Linked DNA regions of Mus musculus: regions 1, 2, 3 and 5 are each linked to region 4. The links are chromatin contacts, called in public capture Hi-C and promoter capture Hi-C maps. All regions are on one chromosome and are shown on one strand. The core of a region is the stretch at or near the end of the contact, and the rest is flanking DNA. Distances in the headings are between cores, read along the strand shown.

Region 1 (2,700 bases), core at 173-2,672, 530 kb after region 4:
GGAGAAGAATGTCAGTCCACCCCGTAACACATATAGAACCTGGTATGGCAGCTCAGGAACAGTTGCCACCACAGAACTCATGAGTAAGTAAGTGTGGTGGCCTAGTCACTGTGACTCCAACCCTCTTCTTTCCAGTATGGAAGGTGCTATATAGTGTCCATAAAACTTTATTGTCACCCATCCATGCAATCTGAAACAGTCTCCCCCCCCCCCCCCAGGGTCTCATGTGCCCAAGCTGGTCTCAGACTCACTAGGCAGCCTGATCCTCCTGTCTTACCCCTAGTGTTGGAATGCCAGGCTTATACAACCACGCCAGGTTTACACGGGGTTGGGAATAGAACTCAGGGCTTTATGCATGCTAAACCAGCAATCTACCCACAGACATACAGCCCCACCCATGGTTGATTCTTGGAGACAGATCTTGCTACATAACTTAAACTGGCCTGGAACTTTCAATCCTTTCATTGGGAAACCTTCCAGGTTCCTGCTGTGTCCAGGTGCTTAAGAACAGGGCTTCCTATCACCTCCTTCCACCTCCTCGTGGGTCCTGGCCCCTTCCTTCAGGATCCATCCATACTGGTCTGGGTGCTAATCTCACTTGACTCCTTTCCTGGGGCTCTGTTTCCCCACCCACAATAGGGGCATACCTTTCAATGGTACACAATAGCCCAAGCCATTATTGGAACGCCTGTACTAGGTGGCTTCCCTTGCTTGCTGTGACCTCAGCCAAGCTCTGTGTCAGGGAGCCCTGCGGTAGGCACTCACCTTCCCGGCCACCCTGGAACTTCACCCGAATGGTCTTATCGATGTACTTGGAGAGGTCCAAGATGCTTTCTTTCTTCTTTTTCTCTTTGTCCTGCTGGGAGGTGGGGCGCTGAGGAGAGAGGTCCAGCCTCCCCATATCCCTGTAGCCTGGGCATGGCACCCAGGGACTCCTTTCCAACTCAGGCTCCCAGAACCCTGGGTGCATCCTCACCTCCAGTGTCTGCCTAATTGAATGCTATGCCCGAGTCTGCATTTCTGTCTGCATGCCCACGTCCTCATCTGCATCCCTGGATACCCCATCTGCACTGTTTCCTGTACGCACCCCTGTCTGCCTGGTCTGCAACCCCCACGTTCCGCGTCTGCATCCTCATGTCGGTCGTCTGTTTTTCATGTCACCTGGTCTGTACCCATGGCTTCCGTCTGCAGTCCCACGTGGCTCCCATCCTTCAGCACCCTGTCTCCCTACTCTAGGGCGTCCGTCACTCTCCTTTCAGTCTTTCTGCTCTCGCTTCCACAGACCCTCGATCCCGCGGCCCTGCTTTCCACGATCTAGACATGCTCACCGCCATCTTGTCGCCTCACGTCGCTCTGCGCAGGCGCCGCCCCGCCCTTTTCTAACGCGGAGGCCTTTGCGCACGCGCAGCCTCGGCGCAAGCACGTTGCGGCGTCCCGAAGGCGTTGCCAGGAAACCTTCCGCCTAGAGCTGCGGGGGGACCGGCGGACATGGCCGCGGCGCGGCTGGCCGCAGCTTTGCTGCTACTCGCGGCCCAGGTGAGCGCCACGGCCGATCGGCCCGGCCCCCCAACTCCTGACCGTGCCCTTGACCTTGCGGTCCACTCGCTCATTGCCACCGCAGACTTCTGGCGGGGCTTAGCCCGCCCTGCGCCCCGGGGCCCCAACCGCCGCCGCCGCTGTTCCTGCCAGCCTCAGTTTCCCCTTTTGCAGAATGGGGCGAGTTCCCGCGCTCCATCCCCGGGGCGTCCAGCGCGGCCCCCGAGGTGCATGCAGCCCGGCACCCCGGCTTCTGTTCTGTGACCTTGGGCGGAAGGGGGTCCCCACCTCAGGGTCGGTGCAGAACGCTGGGGACGAGCTTCTGCTGGGACGCCTCAGGTGTGCGCGGGGTGCGCCCTGGCAGGAGGCTGGCTTCTGGTGTGCTTTGCTTTCTGAGAGAGGTGGCATGCTGGTCTCGAACTCGGCGTAGTCCAGGCTAGCCTTGAACTCACTATGTAACCCATGTTGGCTTCACACTCACTCTGCAGTCCAGGCTGCCCTCCAACTTGCTCCGCAGCTCAGGCTGGCCTCCAGCTCGCTCTGCAGTCCAGGCTGGGCTCTGACTTCCCATGTTGCCCTGGCTGTCCCTGTGCACCCGGTGAGGCTTGGCTAACCTGGAACTCAAAGCAAAACACCGGCCTAGTTATCTCACGCGCCGCATCGCAACTCCTGGCTTAGTAGAGTCCTTTCTTGTTTTGTCTTTGTGGCTCCAGCCTTCAGTCCCAGATCCTGGAGTGTTGCATCCTTGGGTCTTGGGCCGGTTTGAAGGGTGGCCAGTGCGTCCTGCTACTGTGTACGCTCTTGTCTTGTGAAACAAGAGCCCAGGTCATTTTTAAAAATACTTTTTCTTTTCCTTTTTGAGATTACAGACTTTTGTGACAGGGTCTCCCTGTATGGCCCAGGCTGGCGGTGGGCTTGCAGCTCTGCCTCAGCCTCCCCGGTGCTGCCACAACTGGCTGGCATGTGCCTCCTTGATTGGCTAAGCTTTAAGGCATTCCTCACACATGTGGTTCCTGGGCTCTCCACCATGTGGCCAACATCTCTCTTTGGCTGCTTTTATCCCCACATCCTGTTCTTGGCTGAGCATGAGCTTTTGAAAGTGTGTCAGGGCTTGCTGCATCTGGCCAGTGGGCCAGGGCTCTACATCATATTTAGCAGGCCACT
Region 2 (2,700 bases), core at 190-2,689, 540 kb before region 4:
AGGACAGGTAAATCAAGGGCAATGGAGCACAGCCCTGGCAGGGAGTAGGGGTGGAGGCTGGGCTGAGAGGAAGGGGCAAACCTAGAGGGAGGCATCCAGGAAGCAAAGGCAGGAGGATCTCTGTGGGTTCAGAGTCAGCCTGGTCTACATGGAGAGTTACAGGCCAGCCAGGGCTACATGATGAGACCTCGCCTAAGAGTGAGTGTGTGTGTGTGTGTGAGAGAGAGAGAGACAGACAGACAGACAGACAGAGACAGAGACAGAGACAGAGACAGAGACAGAGACAGAGACAGAGACAGAGACAGAGATGAGACAGACAGACAAAGCCAGTCCCAGGCACCCTCAGCACCACATAAGCATGGTGTAGCAGTGCAGGCCTGCTGTTTCAGAACTCTGGAAGTGGAGGCAGGAGGATCAGGAATTCAAGGTGATTCCCTTTTCAGCTGCCCAGCTATTTCAAGGTGCCTGGACCACGAGAAACCCACTTTACTTAAGAGAAATAGAGGGGACCAAGTGGTGGGGCACACCTTTAATCCCAGTGCTTGGGAGGCAAAGGCAGGCAGATTTCTGAGTTCGAGACCAGCCTGGTCTACAAAGTGAGTTCCAGTACAGCCAGGGCTACACAGAGAAACCCTGTCTTGAAAGCAAACAGATAGACAGACATGGATGGATGGATGGATGGATGGATGGATAGATAGATAGATAGATAGATAATTAAAGACTGAGGCTAGGAGACCTTTTGGGCCTGTGATAGGTTCAGCAGGCAAAGGCACATGCTACCAAGCTTGACAATCTGAGTTTAATCCCAGGAACCCCTATGGTAGAAGGACAGAATCGACCCCTGCAAGTTTTCCACTGGTTGTGACAAGCACTATCTACATGTACTCTCTCAAAATAAATAAATGTAATTTTTAAAAAATAGGAGGCTTGGAGAAATGGCTCGTTATTTAAAACCCCTGGCTGGTCTTACTGAGGACTTAGATTCTAATGCCAGCATCTACATGATTGTTGGAACCGACTGTAAATTCCAGGGGATCTGATGCCACCTTCTGGTTCCTCCAGGTACTGCAGGCATGCAAACATACAGGCAAAACACTAATACACACAAAAATAAAAACAAAACAAAACAAAAGCTAGGAAGCCCAGTCTCCACGATCTTGTACCTGAGGTGGCTGAAGTCCCTACTGGCTGCCCCACCCCCACCCCATAGCCTCCTGCCTGAGCAAGAGTACACGTGCATCCTGTGTGGGAGCCTGGTCACCTTGGGTAGGGTCTAATGGCCATTTGGAGTTCTCACCAGGGAGCCACATGAGCTGGGTCAGGGCAGCTGCTGTAGTCAGCACCAGACAGTGCCAGCCTCCTCTTGTCCCAGGCACCATAGCTGTAGAGGATGGCATCTTTCTGGTGAGGTCTGCAGGTGCAGGAGGCACCCAACGGTTCAGTCCAGAAAGTTGTTCCGGGTCTGTGGTCTGTGGTCAGAAGGTGGAGCAGGCACTTCTGGAAATCAGGGGAGGCCACGTTACTGTTTCTTGTCTCCAACTGTGCTGCTCATGAAAACCCAGAAGTTTAGAAACAAGATTGGTTTGTGAGCTCAAACTCCCCTTGTACCTTCCTACTAGATTATCTGGCCACTGAACGCATTCAGACCTTCTCAGGGGACAGTCATCCTGGAAGCACCAACTCTGCTTATCTGTCTGTCCCCAGCCAGGTAGCCCAGGAGCAAGCACCTTGACCCTTGACCTCAGTTTCCCCATCATGAACCTGAGGTCAGTGAGGACCATAAAGCTAGTTCTTTGGGGAGGGCTCTGAGTTGGGCTGACTTTATTGCTTTTACTGAGGTCCTACTGTATACCATACTTCCTTGGAAGAACTGGGGACATAGCAGAGAGTGACCCTAAGGTCTGGAGTCCAGAGACCACCCATCAGGATATGTGCTGGGCTTGGGTTTCCTCGTGGTGGGGACCTTTGGGAGAGAAAGTTCAGTTATCTGGCCTCTAATTCAATACGCTCTTGAACTAGCTATCCAGCTGAGAATAGCCCTGAACGCCTGCCTGCCTCTCCCTCCTCTATCCTCCAAGTGCTAAGGCCACAGGTGTTGTCTACCATGGACCCACGTAAGGTGGGAACATAAGCTTCCCCTAGGTTGTGAGATGGAGCCCAGAGCACACACTGGCTGGGCTTGTACTGGTCCATGCTTGTTAGCAGATGCTGCAGCTTTAATTAAGTCTGCTACAGGCTATGCCCTAGTTGGCCTGTAGGACCCACCCCAGGGCTGATGCAAATGGTAGGTACCTAAGAGCAGAGAGGGGCTTGGGTGAACTCAGGGTGCACAGTGGTCCCAGACAGCTCAGGAAGGGGAGAGGGCTCAGGGTCAGCAAGGGCATCCTGCAGGAGAAGGCACTGTTGTCTTAGCAACAACCTCCCAAAAGGGTCACTCCATCCCCCACTGAGGATGCAGGGGGAAGCTCTGCACCATTGGCCTTTGAGGGAGCCAGGGCTCAGGAAGGTAGTAGTGACCAGACACAGAGCAGGAGGGGAAGGAGGGAGAGACCCCAGAGAGCCAGGGCCAGAGGAACATAAGAGAGTAACAGAAACAGGTGAAGGTGGAATGAGACAGAGAGGGAGGGGAAGACAAAGACAGAGATAAGGACAGAAAGAAAGCCAAGCCTGAAGAGGATGCATACCTTTAACTCCAGCTCT
Region 3 (2,700 bases), core at 3-2,502, 640 kb before region 4:
CTGCTCCCTGCCCTCCATTCAGTGTCTATTCTTGGAATCCCATTGTCCTGGGCCTTGGCCTCACCTGCCCTGTCTCCCCAGGAAGCAGGTCCTGGGGACCAAGGTGGACGCGGAGCGCGATGGTGTGAAGGTGCCCACTACGCTGGCCGAGTACTGCGTGAAGACCAAGGCGCCGGCGCCCGACGAGGGCTCGGACCTCTTCTACGACGACTACTATGAGGACGGCGAAGTGGAGGAGGCCGACAGCTGCTTTGGGGATGAAGAGGATGACTCTGGCACCGAAGAGTCCTGACCCACGTCCCTGAAATAAACTTACAAATTTTACCTCAGCAGGACCCGTGTGGGCCTCAGGCGACAGACTACCTCACCGAGGTTCCATGTGGGCTCCCATCCCATGATCCTTAGGTCCTCTTACCCCGTATTCCCCATGGGTTTTCCTCGGCTTTGGAGAAGAGCTGTGGTGCAGGGCAAACACCCCACTCAGCTTTCAGATGATGACAAGCCTGGGAGGCTGGGGACCGACTGCCTGGTGGGGAGCCAGAGACTCCAGCCCAGCCCAAGGAAGGCCAGCACCACAGTCTCCTCTCTGCTTTTGGTGTGTGTGAAATAAAATAAAATAGCTTTCTGAGAAGCTGAGAGAATCACCTAGGACGCCGGTGGCACTCGGTACTGAGGGCCACCTGGGTAGCCCGGCCAAGGCCGTGGGATGGGCAGGAAGAGATAGTGACTGTTAAGGCTCAGGATTGTACAGGGGCCCCAGGCCCAGAAGCAACTTGCTGCCTGCAGATCCCACCTTCCTGCATCTGGCACTGTGGCTGTCTGTGTCCGCCTCCATCCTGCAGTCAGAAGGCCTGGGTCCTGAGGCGTGCAGAGGACTAGTATCCCAGCAGTCCTTGTGTCCTGGGCACTTCTTCAGCCCTGGGAACTCCAGTGCCTGCCTGAGGAGTCCCTGTGGCAGGCAGCCTGGTGACTCCCCACAGGAAGGACAGGCTGAGTGATGCTCTGACCACATCATGCTGTGCAGGGTGGCTACAGTGACCCAGTGCTGAAATAGCATTGGGTGCCATGTAAAGAAAGGAAAAGAAAGTGTCACTTTCATTGCGTGGGCCTGTTAACTCTCCAGAGTTCCAGTCTCCAGAACAAAGCTGTACTCTACTGAATAGCACTTCATGGAACCTGTGCTGCTTATAACTGATGAGAGAAGGACAAGTTGTTGGAAAGGCGTTAGTTCAGGCCTTCCTCTACCCGTATAATTTGCAGCCAGCCTTATGTACAAAGTTGCAGGGCCAGCAGTAAGGCTCAGTGGGTAGAGGCCTGCCACCAAGCCTAGCACAGGACCTACACGGCTCAAGGAGAGAACTGACCCTGTGAGTCATCCTCTGTGGGGGTTGAGGTCCATTGAGACAGACCCAGTGTTTACCTGGTGCTAATCACCAGAATGAGCATCACTGGGCTATAGTTGCTGCCCCCCAGGCAGGGGGCAGCTTTGACAGCAGAATTGCTTTCTAAAACCACACAGCAGGGTGTGAAGTAGGAGGAGTTGACACTTGTGCAAGGTGGGTGGTACTGGGAAGGCCACCTGTCCCCACAGGAAGAGAGAGTGGGGAACCCTTTCCCCCAGGGACCACTGATCCTGTGCCAGGATGGAGGTCTGCTGGTCCCTGCTGCTACTGCTGGCCCTGAAAACACTGTGGGCAGGTGAGCATTCGGGGGAAACTGAGGCCCAGAGCCGGGTATCCAGAGGGCTGTGGATGGGAGGCATTACGTACAGGGAAACTAGCAGATGATTCAGAACCCTGAGTAAAAACAGCGTAGAGCCGGGCGCGGTGGCGCGCGTCTTTAATCCCAGCACTTGGGAGGCAGAGGCAGGCGGATTTCTGAGTTCGAGGCCAGCCTGGTCTACAAAGTGAGTTCCAGGACCCCCAGAGCTATACAGAGAAACCCTGTCTCAAAAAAAAAAAGAAAGAAAACCACGTAGCCTGGTGACAGGCCTCTGAGCTCAGTATTTGAGGGGTCTGAGGCAGGAGGATTGCCATGAGTTCAGTTAGAGTGAGACCTATCAGAGGAAACAAAATGGGGTTAAGGATATAGCTTAAGTTGGGGCATATGCCTGGTGTACAGAAAACCTGGGCTCCATACTCCATTCCACCAGGCATGGTAGAGCACACCTGTCATCCTAGCACTGGAGGTGGAAGACCAGGAATTCAAACCCTTGCTCAAACCCTTGCTCTCCAGTGAGTTTGAGGCCATCTGTGCTACAGAGCCTCCTGAGCACTGACATTAGAGGTGTGTGGCTACCACACATGACTTTCTTTTTGTAAAGGTATTGCCATGTAGCCCTGGCTGGCCTGGAATTTATAAGTAAATACCCGCTTCTTGAGTTTGGTCAATGAGAGGCTGTGCTACCATCCTGAGGTACAGATGGCCTACAACTCACTGTAGAGCTGTGTCTCATGCCTGTAACCCCAGCTCTAGGGGACGAGCCAAGCCACAGGGTCCCTGAGGCTCTGGGAATGTGCTGAATCAGTGAAGCCTCAATTAAGGTATAGGGCAATGCAGAAAACACCAGACTTGGTCTCTGACCTCCATATATATACATCTATCTGTATGCATAGATGCATTTGTCTATTTGAGACAAGATCTCACTATTGTAGTCCTGGCTGACTGGAACTCACGGAATCTGCAGCCCTCTACCTCGTA
Region 4 (2,700 bases), core at 70-2,569:
TGGCTTCTAAAGACACTGAGTCCCTGTGGTGGTTTGAATGAGAATGGCCCCTACCTTTTATACTTGGCTGGGTTCCCAGTAGGTGAACCTGTTTAAGAAGGTCTATCGCTATCACTGGGAGGTGGGTGGTGGGCTTGGAGGTTTCAGAAGCCCATGTCCTTTCCAGCTAGCTCTCCCTTCCCCTTGTGAACTATCAGCACCACCTTGACCCCTCCTGCTATGCTCCCTGACATACTGGCCATGGCCTCACCCTCTGAGTCCAATAAGCTCCAATAAAGTCTTCCTTCTGGAAGTTGCTTTGGTCATGGTATTTGTCATAGCAATAGCTAAGATAGGTCCCAGTGCAGGTGATCCCCTCTCTAACGTATCCTGTAACCCTCTATGGCTCATACCACACCTCCATGCCTGTTTTTTGACTGCCATCTAAGAGTTGTTCCCAGTGGCAGACTGGCCTAATGTGGACAGGACACCTACAGAAGCACCAAAAACTTGGGCTCTGCCCCTGGTTCTGCACACTCACCGACTCCAGCTCCCCTGTGTGCTGAAATGGACCGGTTCCCTTCCCTACATCCTGTGGCTTGCAGGGGGGGAAAGGACCAGTGCATGAGACCTTCCATTCAGGACAACAGGGCAAGGGTTTATCTGAGTCCCCCTGGATATTAAGTTGTGTTACATATGCGCCTAGCTCACACATGGCTTCCCCAACTAGGCCCCACTTCACACAGGCCACTCATAGCAGGAACGGTGACAGAAGGCTACTGGTTGGGACACAGCATCCACGAGCACTCTCACCTTGGGATCTTTCTTCAGTCGTAGACGATGGCCCCAGTGTGGAGTCAGGGACTGCTGGGCCACACCCCGGTGCCGCAGATGGAAATACTGGTCGTCAGGGAAGATCTGGGAATGCGACGGACAACAGGGGCATAGCTGGGACCCTGCTCCTTTGATAGGATCTCCACGACTTTATACACCTCAGCCAGGGGTCCATATGACAGCCACAGAATCCCAAATTGAACATGGAGGGGCACACAGATACATATTTGGGGAGGTCTTGGGGACACCCTCCCATTTGTCCAGATCTGAGGTTGTCCAGACCCACACCCCACGTCCCACCCACCTGTCCCAGGTTGACGAAGCCAAATTTACGGGCCAGGCGCTCAGCTTCCTGGTAACCTTTGGTCACCCGCACTGCCCAGCTGCTGACATAGATGGGGGCCTGGGCTGAGGCCCACCTCACAGCCAGGAGGGCCAAAGTCAAAGTCAGACCCAGCCACAGCTCTGTCTGGGAGGGCCGCATAGCGGGGGGCGGGGCGGGGGCGGGGCTTCAGGAAGCACTCCCAGCCTGGACACCATAGCAACGCGAAGCTGTCAACTCCCAAGGGGCCTTGCGCTTCCTTCCTCCCCCACCCCCTCCCCACCTGGGAGGGGTGGGAATATTCCACTAGGAGTGACACATTCATAGGGACCTAAGCCTTCGGGAACCTCACTTTCTCCACCTATACAAGGACAACCCCTCCATCTGCCCTTAGGAGCAGGTTCAAGGTAACAGGTGCCTTCAACCTTTATTTGGCCCCGCCCACTTTTCTCCACGCCCCCTCCTTCGTGATCAGCTTCGTTTTTCCAGTGTAGTCCCGCCTCCTTTCTGGTCTGTCCAATCAGCGCTGATCTTTACCAGGCTCCGCCCATCTGTTCCTCAACTAGCTCCACCCACGTCAATCGCTCTCCGTCAATAATCTACCGCTTGTCCAATCACTATCGTGCCACACCCTCTTGACCAATCAACACGCCATCACCCTGGGGCCCCGCCCCCTCGGGACTCCTCGCTGCCGCCCCGGCCCTCACCCTGGCCAGAGGGCCATGCGGCCGGGGAGACGGGGCAGGCCCCACCTCCTTTGTCCGCCCTGCCCTCCCATTGGCCAGAGCCGGGGGGCGGGGGCGGAGCCAGGGTCCGGGGCCGAAAGCACTGGGCCGGGGGCGGGGCCGGGCGGTGGGCGGGTGGTGAAAGTGCGCTCTCGGCGGCGCCGGTGCGCGAGGTTGCGGGCGTGCTTCAGTGGCCTGCCCCGCGCCCGCCGCTGCCATGGACGGTCTGCGCCAGCGCTTCGAACGTTTTCTGGAACAGAAGAACGTGGCCACCGAAGCGCTCGGGGCGCTCGAAGCAAGGACCGGTGTAGAGAAGCGGTATCTCGCCGCGGGTGAGCCTGGAGAGGGGTGCATGTCACTTGGTTCCCAACGGGCACCATGAGGTCCTGGGTCCCATCACTGGAAAGGACTCATGTCATGGGTTCTAGACGAGCTCCAGGAGGCCCTGGGAATGCAGGCTTGGCTCCCGGGTCCTATCCCTGTATAAGTTGCAGGACCCAAGTTCTGACTGGGCATCTTGAAGTTTGGGTGCCCTCACCCTGGAAGGAGTTTACATCTTAGGTTTTCTACGGGGTTTGGGAGGTCCTGAGAGTTCATTCCTAGCTGCAGCATCCCATCTCTAAGATGGACCCTTATACCAGGCATCGTGAGGTTCTGGGAACTCTGACCTGGAAGGTGTGCACATCCTAGGTTCCTGAGGGCCTCTACAAGGCCATAAGGACTCAGACCTAGAAGGAGTGCATATCTTGGGTCCCTGATGGGCCTGGGAAAAGACCTCATGAGGTACTAGGCACCCAGACCAGACTGGGAAGAAATGCACAGCTGGGTCCCCAACAGGCA
Region 5 (2,700 bases), core at 198-2,697, 810 kb after region 4:
ACTAACATACCGGGCTCCCTTCGACCTGGGGCAGTTTGTAAATATTATCAACAACAGAAATAACAATGAATGAAAAATAACTAAATTAAGGACCGGGCATTTGGAGGCTGACATCTCATATTGTGACAGACACACTTAAAGCTAAAGCAAGGATGGCCAGTCTCCATACGAAGGGGAACTGAAGGGGAAACTGAGGCCAGGCGCTGGTTCTAACTCCCCGCTCCGCCCCCTCCCCAGAGCCAGATCCACAGTCAGGTCGTCTGGTGGCTGTGGCGTGCTGGAACCCGAACCCAGCAGGCCTGGTGAACCGGGATGTCGCCTGTCCCCTCCTCTGCCTTCCCCTCCCTCTCCAGACCTCTCCCACGACCAGAGAGGAAGTGGGAGAGAAAAGGACAAGGGGGTGAAAAAAAAAGAAAGAAAGAAAGAAAGAAAACAGAAAACGCAGGGTTGGATTCGCACTTTCCTACTTCCCACCTCTGTCCTGCGGAGCTGTGCGGCGCCCCTGCGAGGGTCCGGGTCCACGCCCCACACCAGCCGGGCCAGCCAGCCGGCTGCGGGGAAAATTACAAGGCCTGGAAAACAACCGTCCTTCCCCGCCCCTCGCCAACCCCTTCCCCGCGCTACGCCCCTGGCACAGCCGGGTGGAGGCGACTGTTTTATGTAATCGCGGGGCGGCAGGTTTGCTGGCTGGCTGCACCGGTGAGGGCGGGACCCCCGAGCTCAGCTGACATTTCGCGGCCCTGCAAGTCTTCCCCTGGGGGGTCCCTGGTATGGCTTTGGTAATTTAAGGCGCAGATGGGGGCGGGGGTGGACGGAGACCCGACACTCTAAAGCAACCTAGCTGTACTTGCAAACTCTGGGTTCCTCGCAGTTTGAGTAAACTGAGGTTTATGTGGGGGTTAGGGGACCTGGAGCTCAAATGCAGACTCTGATCTTTTTTCTTCCTTTCCTGGGTTCTTTGCACTACTTGGGTAAACTGAGGCCAAGGATGACAGGAGCGCCGATGCAACCTCGCCGACCTTGCAACAGACCTTTTCTTCTCCTTTCGATTCCTTGCATTATTTGGGGAAACTGAGGCTCAGAGAAGGGAGATGCGGTACCATGGCAGCGCCCTGGTGGCCTTGGAGAGAGGTGTGAGGCAAGGGACCGTCACTTCCTCGCCTTCATCTCAGCTCCTTGGGCCAGAGGGCCCCTTACGCCCCGGCACCCAGTCCTCCGGGTGCGCACCGCACTCCCGCCCCCATTGCCAACCCGGTCCCGCCCCGCCCCGGGCTTCGGGGGCACAGCCCGCGCCCCCTGAACCCCGCCCTGCGCGCACAGGCCGGGGCTGTTTATCTGCGGCCCCCACCCCCTGAACCCGAGGGGCCCCTCTTGCCCGCCCCCAGCACCCTGGGGTGCTCCGGGCCGTAGATAAGCCAGCAGGCTGGCACGGCGCCGCGCACGGGGCGGAGAGGTCACGGGCTTGCCAGGGGAGGGGCCGATGGGTCGGGGCTGCGCCCCCCGCCCGCCCGGCACCCCCAAATCCCTAATCGCAGCCCGATCTGCTCTCGCGGCGCAGCCCCGCGGGACGTGGCAAGAGCCGACCTGCAGAGCCTGTTCTGGCCGCGGTGGCCGGGGGGGCGGGCTGGGCGTGGGGGTGCCGGCGCTGCGGCACCTTTAAGACGAGGGAGGACCCCTCTTGCCCTCGGACAAACCAGGAAGGGAGTCGCGAGCATCATACGGGGCTTTGCGTACTGTACGGCTACTGTAGGGGCAGTGACGCCGCCGCCCGCCCGAGCGAGGTCCGCGCCGCGGGCTGCCCCGATCGCGCGTCCTCCGGGCTCGGGTCCCCGCGAGGTAAGCTGCCCGGGCTGAAGGGGACTCCTCTCCCGGAGAGGTGGGTTTTGTTTTTCTTTTTTTTTTCCTTTCTTTCCTTTTTAATTTCCTTGCAGGGTGGGGACGCGGCCGGGGGCGCAGTGCGCACCCCGAGAGCCCGTACGGAGCGGAACGGACTGGATGGGGGATCTGGGGCGCCTCCGTAGCTCAGGGGTTCTGGAGACCAAGATTGCCCGGCCAGAGCCGAAGAGGAGTCGGGAGGCGGGGGGGCTCCGCCCGGGTCCCTCCGGGGCGAAGGGCACAAGCCCGCTCCCGATCCCTCCTCCCTACTCGGGCGGCACGGCCTCAGGGTTCCCGGCGCGCGGCCCGCGGGGGAGGGGAGCCGGGCCTCACCGAAGGCGAAGGTGGGGGCTGAGGGGTGCGTCGCGTGCTAAGTTTGCAATAGGGCCCGGGGCGCGCCGCTCCCCTTTCCGAGTGGTAGTGGGCAAGCGGGGGGCGGGGAAGGCCTATCCGGGATTGCGCGCAGACGTTGGAGTTGGCCAGGATGGAGCGCCTTGGCGGAGGGGGGGAGGGGGCTGACAAAACAGGGAGGGGGGCTTTGCAAAAAAAAAAAAAAAAAAAAAAAAAAAAAAAAAAAAAGGCCCGAGAGAGGCGGAGGGAAGGGGTGAGGGGTGGAGTGTCTGGGAGGCGGGCGCGTCGTCGCGGTTCTCCTGGGCTCTGTAGTTCTTTCGCTTATCTTCAGTGCTTGTTGTTTTGGAAGGTGGCCTTGGAGAATAAACTACAAATCCCAGAGTGCCTCGCGATAGCGGCGGGTCAGGGAGGGGCGTTGCGGAGGAGGGGCGGTGAGTGGCAGACCTGAGGGCCAATGGATACTAGAAATCGTCC

Evidence for each region. Promoter capture Hi-C pulls out the DNA fragments that hold promoters and counts their contacts. Capture Hi-C pulls out chosen DNA fragments and counts their contacts.
Region 1: a contact with region 4 is called in a promoter capture Hi-C map of pre-B cells, with 4 times the contacts expected there. The contact joins the promoter of Sppl2b here to the promoter of Pcsk4 in region 4. A contact is called at or near these places in 3 of 39 promoter capture datasets (liver, neural stem cells and pre-B cells), 1 of 484 Hi-C or Micro-C datasets (B cells) and 2 of 115 datasets of contacts at active chromatin or transcription factors (embryonic stem cells and microglia).
Region 2: a contact with region 4 is called in a promoter capture Hi-C map of pre-B cells, with 4 times the contacts expected there. The contact joins the promoter of Prss57 here to the promoter of Pcsk4 in region 4. A contact is called at or near these places in 4 of 39 promoter capture datasets (embryonic stem cells, hippocampal neurons, liver and 1 more), 1 of 115 datasets of contacts at active chromatin or transcription factors (pancreatic cancer cells) and 1 of 9 other capture datasets (liver).
Region 3: a contact with region 4 is called in a promoter capture Hi-C map of pre-B cells, with 5 times the contacts expected there. The contact joins the promoter of Gzmm here to the promoter of Pcsk4 in region 4. A contact is called at or near these places in 2 of 39 promoter capture datasets (neutrophils and pre-B cells), 1 of 115 datasets of contacts at active chromatin or transcription factors (pancreatic cancer cells) and 1 of 9 other capture datasets (adipose tissue).
Region 5: a capture Hi-C map of macrophages shows a contact between it and region 4, with 3 times the contacts expected there. The contact joins the promoter of Zbtb7a here to the promoter of Pcsk4 in region 4. A contact is called at or near these places in 3 of 115 datasets of contacts at active chromatin or transcription factors (bone marrow-derived macrophages, microglia and pancreatic cancer cells) and 3 of 9 other capture datasets (liver, macrophages and pancreatic islet).

The regions. Positions count from the first base shown.
Region 1 is chr10:80,853,853-80,856,552 of GRCm38.p6, forward strand. It overlaps Sppl2b (signal peptide peptidase like 2B), which reads left to right and starts at 1,423. Exons shown (of 15, transcript NM_175195.3): 1 at 1,423-1,536. The coding sequence starts at 1,489. It overlaps Lsm7 (LSM7 homolog, U6 small nuclear RNA and mRNA degradation associated), which reads right to left and starts at 1,357. Exons shown (of 4, transcript NM_025349.2): 1 at 1,329-1,357; 2 at 766-856. The coding sequence starts at 1,334.
Region 2 is chr10:79,787,546-79,790,245 of GRCm38.p6, forward strand. It overlaps Prss57 (protease, serine 57), which reads right to left and starts at 1,440. Exons shown (of 5, transcript NM_001042710.1): 1 at 1,298-1,440. The coding sequence starts at 1,397.
Region 3 is chr10:79,687,768-79,690,467 of GRCm38.p6, forward strand. Gzmm (granzyme M (lymphocyte met-ase 1)) reads left to right here and starts at 1,253. Exons shown (of 5, transcript NM_008504.3): 1 at 1,253-1,698. The coding sequence starts at 1,644. Cdc34 (cell division cycle 34) reads left to right here. Exons shown (of 5, transcript NM_177613.2): 5 at 82-631. The coding sequence ends at 292.
Region 4 is chr10:80,328,154-80,330,853 of GRCm38.p6, forward strand. It overlaps Pcsk4 (proprotein convertase subtilisin/kexin type 4), which reads right to left and starts at 1,320. Exons shown (of 15, transcript NM_008793.2): 1 at 1,118-1,320; 2 at 793-897. The coding sequence starts at 1,297. It overlaps Reep6 (receptor accessory protein 6), which reads left to right and starts at 1,992. Exons shown (of 5, transcript NM_001204931.1): 1 at 1,992-2,192. The coding sequence starts at 2,078. Gm51809 (a long non-coding RNA gene) reads right to left here. Exons shown (of 3, transcript XR_003949017.1): 3 at 2,306-2,339.
Region 5 is chr10:81,134,824-81,137,523 of GRCm38.p6, forward strand. Zbtb7a (zinc finger and BTB domain containing 7a) reads left to right here and starts at 1,448. Exons shown (of 3, transcript NM_010731.3): 1 at 1,448-1,876.